Regions from separate parts of the Mus musculus genome. Here region 2 is linked to region 1. Evidence: chromatin contacts called from public HiChIP or PLAC-seq data. All regions are on one chromosome and are shown on one strand. Each heading gives the region's core, a stretch centred on a gene start, on an enhancer-like site or on the middle of the called end of the contact. The rest is flanking DNA. Distances are from core to core; before and after follow the strand shown. Region 1 overlaps 7420700N18Rik (RIKEN cDNA 7420700N18 gene). Region 2 overlaps Nrg1 (neuregulin 1).

The links. HiChIP or PLAC-seq counts read pairs in DNA pulled down with a chosen protein or histone mark.
Region 2: a contact with region 1 is called in an H3K27ac HiChIP or PLAC-seq map of the NIH/3T3 cell line, with 4 times the contacts expected there. The contact joins two enhancer-like sites. A contact is called at or near these places in 3 of 115 datasets of contacts at active chromatin or transcription factors (the NIH/3T3 cell line, embryonic fibroblasts and neural tube).

The regions. Positions count from the first base shown.
Region 1 is chr8:31,370,877-31,377,971 of GRCm38.p6, reverse strand. All of the region lies in intron 1 of 7420700N18Rik (RIKEN cDNA 7420700N18 gene), which reads right to left. Among named protein-coding and RNA genes, the nearest start is that of 7420700N18Rik, 6.7 kb to the right of the region's middle. Within about 2 kb of position 4,626, at least 78 of the 459 cell types and tissues checked have an H3K27ac peak or open chromatin away from gene starts, as enhancers often do. A contact at or near this core is called in the NIH/3T3 cell line, where this site is marked.
Region 2 is chr8:31,904,217-31,911,311 of GRCm38.p6, reverse strand. All of the region lies in intron 1 of Nrg1 (neuregulin 1), which reads left to right. Among named protein-coding and RNA genes, the nearest start is that of Nrg1, 11 kb to the left of the region's middle. Within about 2 kb of position 3,426, at least 10 of the 459 cell types and tissues checked have an H3K27ac peak or open chromatin away from gene starts, as enhancers often do. A contact at or near this core is called in the NIH/3T3 cell line, where this site is marked.

The sequences.
Region 1 (7,095 bases), core at 3,377-5,876:
TGAATTTTACAGAATAAATATTGATAGGTGCATACAGTCCAATAAAGCAGCACCTGGCTTCTCTGGAGTGCTCCCCTTTCCTGGCTATGCAAACACACATTCTTGGGGTGGTTTTCTTAGAGAACAGGAATGTATAGCATTCTGTGGGATTGTGGAGACTAGGTGAATGTGTTTCCACTCATCTAAAAGAGATACAGATGGATCCTGACATTTATGGACTAGTGAGCTTGACATAAAATGCAGGCACATTTCTGGGATAGAATATTAACAGATTAGTTTGTGAATACAGGCTAGGGAACATGGTGAATGCTAGGAAAAGCCAGTATACACATTAAGAGCAAATCATGTTAAAACAGCCAAACACATATACAAACACTTGTACTCACATGTGCATGCACACACATGTATTTATGAACACATACATGCACGCTCACTCATACACACACACGCATGTACTCACATGTGCATGCACACACATACACATGGACAGGCACACACACACACACATACATGCATGCACACCCATACATGCACAGTCACTCACACACATATACACACACACACACATGCTGCACCTGCACACACATACACACATTAGTGAAGCAAATGCTTCAGATGAATTTTGATGGCTGAACAGCCCTTGTTAAAGTTTCTGTGACATCCTTATGGAAGAAATTTAAGTGTATAGAGACATAGACACCAAGGGTGAAATCCAACTTAATGGTGACTATACTTGGCATCTTTCCAAAAGACTATATATTAACATAAGTTAGTGTATTTTGTCTGCATGTGGGAGATGTCTCCCCAGGGTGATCAATAGCAAATGATACCTTCATGATCGGCTATGTGACCTACAAGAAAAGGAGAATTTTAATACATAAAGTGGAAGAATTTTTTAAATTGTTTTTAGGGGAAAGAAAATTAAATTCATGATGCTTTTGAAGCAAAAATAATTTTACTTGGTCAGTTGATCGTTATTAGACAGTTGGAATTGAATATCTTAGAAAATATTTAGAAGTTCTTGAAAATTCTATGAGTTCATTTTGTGACTGGATAGAAGAATTACATCAATGAATTCTAGATGTGTACTATTAAAATCACAGTAGACTGTTTAGTATTTTTTGAAGAAGATATGAAGAGAACTCCAAAGAAACAGAGCAGAGGAATTGGTTGATCTTTAAAGAAAATAAAGCCCTATGCTGCCAAGTACACAATTATAGAAAATATGATGAATATCTGAACAGCAATATGGAAAATCTTCTGGCTTTTCACTGAGTGCTTAACTTTAATGCTGATGTTGTAAGAAAGAATAGAATTTCAAGTGGAGACTTAGATTCTGTTTTTAAAAAATGCATACTAGGCTGGGCAGGATGACACAAGCCTAGACTCATAGCCTTTAGAAGGCTGAAAGCAAGAAAATCAGAAATTTGAGAACTGAAGGCCAGTTCTAGACCATACATTCATTCATAGGTAGATAAATGGATAGATGGATGGAGAGAGGAGAGAGAGAGAGAGAGAGAGAGAGAGAGAGAGAGAGAGAGAGAGAGAGAGAGAGAGAGAGAATATGTTACTGTATGAAACAAAGGGCATGATGGTCCCATCAATTCTGCCCAGGCTTGATTTGTTCTGAAAACCATCATAAGGGGTGTTGACATACTGCAGTGCATTCAGTAGGGTTAGATCAGGGAGATGTGGAGACAAAATGACCTGGCCATATGAACAGATGAAAGGAGTGGAGTCCTTTAGCAGAAGAGGAAGGTTGCAAGGGTGTCTGTCAGTGCCTTCTATAGCCTGAAAGCCAACTTGGTAGAGGAGGGACCTGCTGTGTTCTCACGGGTAAATGCTTTCTGAATTAAATATCATTTGAAGCAAATTATTTCGGTATTATAATAAAGTGAAAGAGGAAATAGTTATTATTTAGTCATAGTATAGCAATAAACTTTGGGGCAGAAACTGGTCCCTGTTTTGAATGTTTGCATATGCATACATACGTGTCCCTATAAACACACATGTATAGCCACATTGAGTTTGCATCGAGTATGCATCTGTGGGCTTTTACTAATTAAAGAGTAGCCCTTATTCTTAAATTTGGAGATGATTGGGTAAGCACTCAGGCCAAAGACAAAAGGAAAAAGTGTTTGTCCTTCTACTTCAGCTTTCTTCCACGAGCAAAGAAAACACCACCAGGGAAGCATTAGAAGCAGATGTCACAGCTCTAGCTTGATCTCTATGGGATTCAGTGGCTGACTGGTCTGATGTTGGTGTGGAACTATGGAAGACGCTGTTGAGAGACGAGTCATTCTCAGACTTCATCGTGCATCAGAGTTCAGGGGTTCATGTGCACCTTGCTGGATTCCATCCTCCATTTCTGGCCAGGCATGCCCAAGCTAGAACTCTGCAAAATCTCTACTTCTAACAGACTCTCAAGTGATGCTCACGATGTTGATCGGAGGAACAACTGTGACTACAGGTCTCCTTGAGTCATAAGTTATCTTGTTTTTAATTTCTCGCCACATGCTAAGAACCCAGGTCCTGGATTCAACAGAAATGACTAGGAGATCTGAATCTCAACAAATTACCCAGTGTTTCCAATGCAAGTGTTCCTCTGAGAAGTACTGACTTAAGCCCCTTGTCCTTTGAGTTCCCAATAGCAACTTTCTTGTATAGCCCCACATTCTCTCTTGCTCTTTGGAGGCTACATTTTGTTTTCTTTTGTTTGTTGATGAGGAAAGATCTCCAACTCAAAATCCCCCTGCCTCAGTCTCTTGAGTTTTGAGATTTCAGTTCTATACCACTACATCTGGTTCCTATACGTATGTTTGATGAAGATAGGACTATAGGGACAAAGCCCTGGATTGACAAATGTAACTACTGATTTTGAGTGTCAGTCTCCAAATTCTATGCTTGCTATTAATAGGTTTAATGAAGGAAACCAGTTAAAGTCTCTTCTATCTAGCACCAGCTTTGATTTGGGGAGTGGTTTCTAAAGGCCATGTGACATACCAATGACCCCTGGACACCAGAGGTGACAAAGCAGCCAGGGAGTGCAGGATCCTGAGCAATGCTGTAAGTATGTCTTTGAGATCAGCAGGGACTTTTTGCTTACATGTCAAGTAGATGGCCTAATTTCCCACCTTCAAAACATTCCCACTCAGCCTATATGGCCTATGACTAGGCATATATCCATCTCCCAGGTCTCTTGCATAGGAAAGAGGAGACACTTCAACTTAATCAAAAAGGGCAGCATTTCCAGCAATAATGGTAGAAGCAAAGGGTTGGCACTGGGTGACAGGTTTATTGTTGGAGAGTTGAGCCTGTAGGAGGTAGTGTTTAGGACAAGAGGTCATCTCCAGAGTTAGGGCACCCAGTCTTGTCCTCTAAAGTACAAAATAAACTCTTCTTAAAATGTGGATCAGTGCTGGCCCCACAGTACACTTACTGGTCCGTGGGAAGCATCTCCAAATTGGTGGGCATCGAGTAATGGATTTTTATCTGAGGTTATGCACTAATAATTAATACCATGAGACACTGAAGCTTACTAGTCATACTCTGCCAACTTTATAATGTATGTAAAATATAACAGAGGGTAAATAGGACATATATGTGTGTGTTGAAATATCATACTAAAACCTATTATTTTGTACTAATATACACTGGTTGCAAAAGAAAAAAAAAGAGAGAGAGAGAGACAGAAGGGATGGCTCACTCCACTGGCTGCTCTTGCACAGGACTTGGGTTCAGTTCCCAGCACCAACAGGGCAGCTCATGACCATCTGTAACTCAGTCTCAGGAAATGGATCCAATGCCTTTTCCTGGCCTCTGTGAGCACACAGTGCACAGACATGCAGGCAAATAGACACACATAAAATAAATCTTTAAAAAAAAAAAAAAAAGAAAGAAATTCACGATGGCCCATTACTTTCTAAATTCAACAAAATGGTTCAAGTTCAATGGTTTCATAAATATATTTAACCCTCCTTCTCCTAAGGAAACTCAGAGTTTGGATACCAGCCCTGTTGCTTGGCAGTTATAGCTTTGGGAAAGGTCAACTTCTATACAATTGAGATAGATAGATAGATAGATAGATAGATAGATAGATAGATAGATAGATAGATAGATAGATAGATAAATTTATTTCTACCTCATATGGTGTTATGAAGATTAAATGGCATAAAATATCCAAAGTAGTTGTAACTATGTCTACATTCTAGAAACTACTCAGTCAGAAACACACAATTTCTTGACGTGGAGTTTTCTAAAATGTCATTTCTCTCCAGGAGTCTTTTCCCACACCATAACCCACTGGTCTCTGGGAAGAATCTCTGAGTGAGCCTAACAACGTCCTATACGGATGTGAAACAGTACCAGGCAACTCACTGTTGCAACAAAACAAAACAAAGTGACCGTTTGTGCTGTCTCATTTCAATGGCAGATCCAAACAGTATCTGTGCCACTTCTCCTTCGGAATTCTAAAAATGTGGAAAGCCCCAGTAATCAAACACCCTAAGAGAATGACTCAGCTGAAAGCCTGGATCTGCTCCAATCTAAGATCTGAGAAGACCTAGCTTATGCCCTGCCTCTGACACACAGGGACTTTCCTCCTGCCTCTGACCTGTGTCTTGTAACTGACCTTCAGCTTCAACTTCACAGCTATGTGGTCAATGTCCCTTGAAATGTCCACTCAGTCTGAATCAATTATTCATCAGCTTCCTAGGTGGTGCTGTGATGCAGTTGCCAAGTATGCCCTAATAAACATCTTGGTTACAGGAATGGGTTCGGTCTGACAATGCTAGAGTTGCATATATCCTTTCCAGGCACTATTATGGGCAATGATCCCCTCACCCCCACCATCACCACCACTTCAATGGTCAGTTAGTTTTACTGGAATGCTGTTGCTCTGTTCCACCTCAGAGAGCTGGAGACTTTTGTAGAATGGACAAATGTAAAATATCTACACAGTCTTGCTTCATGTCCCTCCAAGGGAAATAGGGGTCTGCTTCCAAAATACATGGACTGCAGCATCTTGGAGGCTTTAGTTGGAGAAAGAATAATGGCCTTCCTCCTGGGAAATTCCTGGTGAATTGGCATCATTGGAATTTCTTCAGCCAGCTGTCTTAATGACCCATACACCCCCCCCCCAAGATATCACTGTGTTAATTATATAGACTGAGCATATTTGAGATGATAATAATAGCATTACCCTCTGTTGACATGTCATTTCGGTTTCCTCTTACCTTTTGCACTATATATGCACATTGGAGTGTATGTCTGCGGGTGGGGGGTAGGGTGGTTGTATTCAGGCTCAAAAAAGTCTCCACAGTATATAATCTGTTCATTTTGAGTCAGTTACAGCCTACTCCTTAAATCATTTCCTTAATTGGTTCCTGATCTCCTTACTAATCACTGGCTGATGCACAATACTGCCACCTTCAGGTAGTTCTAGGAAATACCATTTGATAAGGGGGAAAAAATGTTAACATTGGTATGAGGCTGGAGTGAGTACCCACAAGAAATGGACAAAACAATATTTGTTTGCATTGCAAGCTGGGAAAGAAAGGACTGTGCTGTTGGGATGTCCCAACAATTGTGAGGAGGGAATTTTGGTTGTTTTAAGGGAAGCAAAGTAAAAGCAGGCATTTGTGAGAGTTCTTGGGGGTTTCCATGAGAGTGGGATGAGCGTCCCAGCTCCAAATGCTTAAGGAGCTGCTACTCAGAAATGAAATGTCAGCTGGCATAGCTTTCTCACTGTTGGCCACACTGCCTGAGATATGTGTGTTTCTGCGGACGTGCTTTTTGTCACCAAGGTCACTTTGAGGTCCTTCTGCCTCCTGGTTTTCTTTTGTGTCTGAATGTCACCAGTGTTCTTTCTGATGATCCCACATTAGTGTGCAATCAAAAGACATTTTTGTCCCACTCAGTGGGACTGCAAATGAATGGTGCAGCTCACAGAAGCCTAGGAGCATTTTGCTTTGATCTCTAAGTAGCTCAGCCTTCCAATGGCTCTGACTCTATCACGGGCACGTTCTGCTCAAATGTCTGCGAATCGGTGACAGCCATTAAACAAGTTGGAGCAGGCTCTCTGGTTAGGCACTGGCCAGGCAGGCTGGCCAGGAGCAATTCACCTTCAGCATGCTTTCCCCTCTTTCCTGTCCTGTGGAAGGTCAGGGAGCATCAAACCTGCCTCCCAGGCTCCTCCCACTCAGAACAGGTTTAGTGCAGCTACTGCTGTGCCCCAACTCTGGCCATCGGAGAGGATGAGCTTTTATTATTTTCAAATAATCTGTTTATCAAACTGTAAGGTGTTAATTATATTTCTTCCTTTGATGCATAGAAGACGATCAGAAATCCCAATCATCTCCCCCTGTTTTGTTCAGCTCATGCGATGTTACTATAGGTAAACATCTGCTTTCCTGGCTTTCTGTACAAAAGCTGATTTAATATGACCCACGAAATCCAGACTGCTCGAAACTTCCAAGCGACGTTTTTGGCTTCCCTTGATCATTGATCAGCACTGTCCCTGAAAGTGAGTGTTGAGCCAGCCAGCATAATGAGGGGAACAGAGGACCCATGGTCCTGATGGGAAGGGAAGGAACTTTCTACAAAGCAGAAAAGGGGAGACCTCAAGGGAGAAGATCAGGGTTTTGTCTAACCAATTACACTCTCATCGAAGAGTATTTTACACACATATCTGAAGTTCAGCCAAAAACTCGACTTGTTAGCTTTTATATTGACTGCTTTCTGGTCTAAGAATGTGTGTAACAGATAGGAGGGAGGATTACAGAAGGAAGAAACGGGAGAGTGAGAAAGAATTGGAGAGGGGGGAGAGGAGGAGGGAGAGAGGAAGGGAGGGGAGGGAGAGGAAGGAAGGGGAGAAAGGGAGGAAATGGGGAGGGGAAAGGAAGTGGGAGGGAGGAAGCGACAGGAGGGAAAGAGAGAGGGGAAGAGAGAGGGGAGGGAGAGAGAGAAGGAGGAAAGGGGGAGGGGAAAGGAAGTGGGAGGGAGGAAGCGACAGGAGGGAAAGAGAGAGGGGAAGAGAGAGGGGAGGGAGAGAGAGAAGGAGGAAAGGGGGAGAGGGAGGGTATGGGAGAGAGGAAG
Region 2 (7,095 bases), core at 2,177-4,676, 530 kb before region 1:
TTCTCTCAAGGCATTATTTTACACCCGGGTAGACTTGGAACTCAATCTCACTAGTCCCTGTTCATGACAAGCAAGAGCATCCCTCTGAATGTGCTTCCTTCTTCCTGTCCCGGAATAGGGTGCCCACGTGCTGAGGCTCTTAGAGAATTAAGTGGAACACTGGAGAGCAACTTATCCCAGGCTTGACACATACTGAACGTTGTTTCCCCTTGTTCTATGTTTGACTATCTTCTTCGAGTTGCCCCTTCCCTCTTGTGATCCTGTCAGTGACGGTTTGTCTTCATTTTAAGAATAAGTACAGCAGTTGGGGACATTTATGCAGACCTTTCATGCAAGGGGGAGGTTTCAAGTTGTATCTTATGTGAAGCCTGCAGGAGAGGCTTGATTTTAAATGCTAGTCTATTCTTCACAACCATGGTAACCTTCAAAGAATCACCCTGGTAATTTGATTTTTACATTCAAACAAGTGGGCCTTTCTCTGCATTTCTGGCTCCTATTGGCATACAATCACAAGTGTGGACATCTCTAGAAAAAAAAAAAAAGTATAAGGTGTCTTTATAAGTGAATCTGGGAACTGAGGTTAGCTGGAACAATCATGAGTCCTTGCTTTGGAAATAGAGCATGTGCTTTCTCTTTGTTATTGCAAGCCGAGATCGACTAACCCCAGAAGACATACATTGAGGCCTGTGGGCTATATTTAGTATTTAACAAACACATGGAAATAACAATTTACATAGAATAATTTTATATGAGTTAAATCAAACATAACCATTATTATCATTTAAAATATTTAAATATATGCAATCTATTTGTGCAGATTGAAATAAATAATTCATATATATAATGAATATCTTTAAATAAAAAGTAAATGGTTTTATGATTAATGGATAAAACTGGCTAGATCACTTAAGCTGTATGGGAAGAGATTGCTCATTAATAGATTTGGGCAGGAGAGTGGAAGGAAAAAAGATGACCTGGGACTATGTACCATAGCCAGAGGATTTTAAAAAGCAAAAGTGACATAAAATCTGTCGTAGAAGCAGAAAATAATTGACACACACACACACACACACACACACTGAATCCTATGGAAGATATATATATATTTTTTTTTTTAGTACACTGACCGTTTAACAAAGAGAAGCAATTTTGTAAGAGCTTGTCCTATATAAAACAATATAGTACTAAGCATAATAAATGGGTTTTCATTTGTTCTTTAATGTACAACTAGGAATAGATCGGGACTTTTATGGTTTGATCATTCTGATCGCCATTGGTTCAAGTCTGAAAAAAAATGTAGTGCAGAAACTGAATTGAGAAATCTATAGTGGAGTAACGTGGCAGCTACTTACAAGGCAGAAGTAATTGATAAGAATCAAGGGCAGAGTTTTTTTTCCCCCTAGGTAAAAGGATAGGACGCCTCCTGGGGTGAAGCATTTTGACGGTTTCATCAGGAGCATGATGCAAGACACCAGACTTGATGTCTTGATGCCATCACGTCCTGTAGTAGACACTCAAGTGCTGAATTGCCTTTCCTGGCATGGCCTTGTCCCAGCTGTCAGTACTCCAGTACAAAAATATCCCTTCTCCAACTAACATCAAGAGAGCATTAAATTGCATATACATTTACATAAATGCACTCAAAAGAATGGAGCAGCTCTGAAGACTGCAGTGCTACAAGATAGCTTGGGGGTGGGGATTAGGCAGAAAATCGACAATAGGCTTCTCAAGCCCCAGTGACATTTTGTATAAGATAATGGTTATCAGTTCCATTTCCCCAGCTTGCATCTCTTCTCCTTTATTCTTTCTTTCATAGTTCACATCCCTTTTACTTTTCTCTACCCTCTATGAACTAATGGGTCATGGCTATTTCTTCTTCAGAGATCTCCCTAAATGCCCCCCCTCCCTGTTCTAAGACCTCTGTCAGGGTTATGGAGTAGGTGGCCTAGAGTAGCTGTGTTTTCTTACTGCATGAGTTGGGGGAGAGAGAGAACCCATGAGACCTTAACCACAGACTGGACCACTATTAGCCTGATGACTTTGATGTTGCTCCTTCCTGTGCTAAGTAGCAGGAAGTGTTTACGTTATGAAATATGTTGGAGTCGCGGCAATAAAAGCCCCATAAATAAATGAAACGACATAAGGACAGTGGAACTGAACTCTGGTTAGCATTTGTTTGTAATCCCTTGGTGAGCTTCCTGGGTCATAATTGCTTGCTCTTCTGGGAGCAAAAGGAATCGGCAGCCATCGATTGTTACATGATGCTAAGGTTTTGCCTACAAAGCAAATCCTAAGAGTGACTAGTAGCTTGATTCTTATTGCAACTCTGATCTCCCCTTTACTACAGCCCTTAAAGCTGAGGGGTTTTGTAGATTTCCCAACATGCACCGCTGGGTCTTTTTAAGGAAGAGAAAAAGAATATTGTCAGATAATCTGCCAACACATTGTTGAAAAAGTAAAAAAAAAAAAAAAAGTTCAAGTCCTTTTATCTTTTTACTTAACTGATAACTGAGAGAAATCTAAATTGATCTCTGTTCAGCAAGTTCAGGGTTGCAGGAACCTGATCAATAATTTTAGCTGGAGCTTTGGGTCTAATATTCATGCCAATGATTGGGATCATAGCTATAGGACTTTAGCTTCTTACTATGTTTAAAACTCCTCTATTCAAGATTGTTGAGTTTTCTATATAAGTGATGACCTTTTACCTCGACATTTAATTTATTTTGGGTTGCAATTACAGTAATGCCTGACACCTGCGTTGCCATGCTTTTAATGGACTCTAAATAGAAAACCTTTACAATGTTGGATTCTGTGATATTTTGAGGATAGATTGTAATCTCATTCAGATAAGAAGTAGAGATTCTTGTCTTGCTGCTAAGAAACCTTAGGACTTTGTATATTTGTAATTTGTGTTGGGTTATTTCATAACCAAGATTAGGAATTCAGAGGGTTATGACACTGAGAGGCAGCACCTGCCAAACTCTCATTAATGCAGAGAAACAGACTCTAAGATATCATGTTATTTACCAGCAATTTTACAGAATTACATAATTCAGATGATATCTTAGTGTCTTCTGTGCTTTCTGCTGCATAATATATGTAATCAGATGATTTTTTTTCCTGTATTTCCAATTTGTAGTTCTCTTCAGTTGAGTTTATGGGTCAAATATTTATGGAAAATTTCAGTTTTAACCATCCATTTTTAAGCAGATTAACTTTGGTTAGAGAATATAGTTTTCCTTTAGAAAGGCTCTGTTCTTCAGAGATCAGTGAGAACTGAAGTGAGAAGGACAGTAGCTCCTTGGTTCTCAGGGTCCTTGGATTTAGTAGGGCAGAGTTGAGTTCCCAGACGTCTTCATTCTCTGTTGTTACTCTCTCACATGTTTACTGGAGGGTGACAGATCGTTAGACATTGATCATAGCATTTAATGTTCTCTGAACACATAAACACTACCAGATTAGTCATTGTCCTTTATGGGACTTGTATTGAAGCTGATTGTGAAATTGTGTGATTCACAAAGTCAGAGTTCTTTCGTTTGTATTCTCTGAGTCTATCATAGTCAATATTTAGGAAACACATCATTTCGTAAATTCTTCTCTAGTGTGTGACGTCCTCCCACAGAAGGACCCCAGACTTGCTATCTAGGGAACTCCAGCTGTCCGCCACCTCCCACCCATATGGGCCATATTCTCACCAGCTGGGACTAACCCTGGATGCTATTTTATTTCTTCCTTTGATTCTTTTGCTCTTTCTATTGCTCTCCCTTAAGTTTTTGTTCCTTGTAATCTCTAGCCTTTCCAAACTTTTCTCAGGCCTTGAGTGTAAACTTCTAAATAAGTTGTGGTCCCTTGTCCTCCAGTACCCTCTTGCTTGTTGCCTAAACTGCATTAGGACTTAACCCCAAAGATGACTCGTGGTGATCCCAGTAGACTGAGCATTTTCCAAGAGCCAGAGTTAAACCTAAATTCATTCCTTTGCCCTGGACAGTAACAAATGGAGTATTTTATATGGAATAGCCATGCCCTCTGCGTGCGCGCGCACACACAAACACACATACAAATAAGTATATGAATGCAGTAAATAAGTAAAATTTCACATTGCTGGGCTTTGAGGTATATATTCAGCCCTCAGGACATTGGTATAAAAGGATGAGGAAGGAGTTCAAGGTAGGCTGGACTTCTCAATAAGTCTGATGTCATCCTGAGCTTGATGAGACTGTCTTAGCAAGGAAAGGCAAAAGAACAACAACAAGAAGACTAACAAAGATTTATCATCATAAGGCGAAAAGGACTGTACCCCACAATGGGTTGATCATGTCTGCCCTGTCTCTGATGGCTGATAGCAAGCTCTTTCTTTGCCTCCATTTCTTCATTTGTAAATGGTGTTAACTGTGGTTTATTCATGATTCTGTGGGGGACCACATTAGTTCATGAATATTAAGCATTTGTATTAGTCTCTGCCTCACAGTGCTCTACAAAAAAAAAAAAAAAAAGAGCTACCATTTCTGAGCAGTTTTAAGACTTAACTTCACTTGTTTGAATTTGAAACTTTGGCATTACTGTTTCAGGCTTGAGAAAAAGGACGGGGCTTCCAGAGATAGGCTGATAAGTATGTGGCATAGTACTAATTTGGTTTAGTGTGTTTTTTCACTTTATGATTTGTGTTACCATCAATTCTGCATTGCCCTCACAAATTAGAAGAACAGAGAGAGACAGTCATTGGTCCACCTGCCAGTGAGATGATGAAGCAACCTGATTCAGGAAGTTGCTCTCATAGGCAGAGGGCCATGCATTAAACTGATATGTCAATCATGTGTGTATCTGAATTTACTTCTGTGAACTTTCACTACCTTAAAACGCTGTCAATCTAGAAGGTGATAAAGAGCTTCTCATAGCTGTGGGAGAAAAGAGTTAGAGTCCCCCGAATTCCATAATAATCTCACTCTCATAGGATGCAAGACCCATTATCAAGATGGGCTCTGTAAATGAAGAGATGGTTCATGCTATCAATGGCAACAGTGATTTTGAAGTCTCTGAGCTTTATTAAGTGAGATCAGGGAAGAACTACTAGCGTTTAAAGATAGGAGTGATCATACAGATAAGCTGGTCAGTGCATTTTCCTTGACTTACAAAAATTAAAATCCATAAGTGTGCAATCATTGGATCTTAGGTTCCACGTGTATAGTTAGTAAGCTTCAAGAACTGGACAACAAGGCCCTGAGATCAGAGGATGGTAGGATGACAGAGTCTGCCAGTTACTGGCCTCTTAATAGTTTGATCTGCTCAAAGATGAAATACTAGCTGTTCACTGGAATGTGAGGTGGTATTCTAGAAGCATAGAAATTTTTTGCCTAAGACATTTAGGACATAAGAAGACTAATGACTATGAAGAACAGAATCAGGCGTCCTCAGACCATGGGTGTTTCAATGTGATTCTTGGGAGCATGTCAGTGACCCTGAAGGATCATGGGTACTAATGTACCAAGGAAGGCCAAGGGCAAACTAAAGAAACATGCTGGGTACCTAGTGAATAGACTAGTTTGGTTGGTATACAGGGGTGGTTAGTCAACGGGTATCATTGACTAACCACATGTTCTATGCTGAGTGTTTAACATGTGTTATCTAATCTTCTCACAAATCTACAGTATAGGTATTTTCCTTCTTTTAGAAGTTCGTGAGACAGAGGAAATAAATGGTACAGAGACAGTAACACAATAGTCATGATATAGTACTAGTGTTGGTGATAATTGGAATAGAGTAAGGGAGTAGGAAATGAAGCACAGGTGTAAGCCAGGTCATAGAGACAGAATTCCTTGGAATAATCTAAGGTGGAAGGAAAGAAATGCTTCTGCTCACATTAGGACGTAGAGGTTGTTGAATTAATGAATCTCTCGATGGCAGCATCACCCATTTACTCCGCATGTAGTTACTAGGCTCGACGAAGTGTCTTTTGTGTTTAGTGTATAGAGTCAGTGGATTCGTGCTAGGAAATGACTGTTCCAACTTGCAGGGAACATGGCAATGCTTCTTCATGATGGAGCCCTCAGATAAGGTGAATCACTCTCCCCTTGGTATGATATAAAAATTAAAATTGCTAAAACATAGACTCCAAAGGCATTTTAAATTTACTTTTCAATGTTTGTTATTGCTGATGGACCTAACCCTTTAGGATGCATATCCCTTTTAATAGACACTAGAAACTTATGTGTTAATATGTATTGGAGTATAAAGATTACAAGTGGAATAACATATTAGGATTGTATTTATCCTATTACAGTTCATAGTCTCAGCCTAGGATGCATGTTCCAGGCTAATGAGCATTGTAAATTTCCTCTCCACCCCCCTTATGCACAGAATAGTCCAAGCTATCTATCCTTTGCGTTCAGTTCAGAATACGGCTTCTGAATTGCAGCTGTTACATGCAGCCTTGGCAGATAATTATTAATGTCATTCTCAATTTGTAGCTCTTTTCATCCATGGACTTTTGGTGATATCTGCACTTTGGTCTAAGAAAAGGGCTATTACAAAGCTGCACATGCCGTCCTGTGTGCATGTGCATAGCTTTGGATTTGCAAAGCTGGTCACTGAAGTGAGATAATGTAGCTCTGTGTGCTGTTCAAACACCAGCTATTGATGTCTGGAGTTTATTAAACATCTATAGCTTTAGATGTAAATCATCACTGCTAAAAAAATGAGTCATCTAGCTGCATATTTAACATAGTGATACTTGTATTAATACTATTAGTAAGCCATTTTTTAGAGTGAAAACTTTCAAAGTGCAGTGAAATAACCTCTGATAATTAAAGCAACCTATGAAAGTCAGTTCCCATGCAGAGTTTTCAGATTCACTGAACCAGATGGGGTCGGTCAGAGGTCTGACTGTTTCTGTGTGTCTGTCTGTACCCTGTCCTCTGGTTTCAGGGAACATGGAAATTGCCAATATTTAGAAGTCTAATATAAGAGAACTCAGTTGAGACCCACTGACTCCCACTGTCAGTTTCTAACCTTGTAAACAGAAGCAACATTTTCATGCTTTCCGAGGGTGAGGGTCAGAGAGGAAAGGGAGGGAGGGAAACCAACCACATCATATCATTT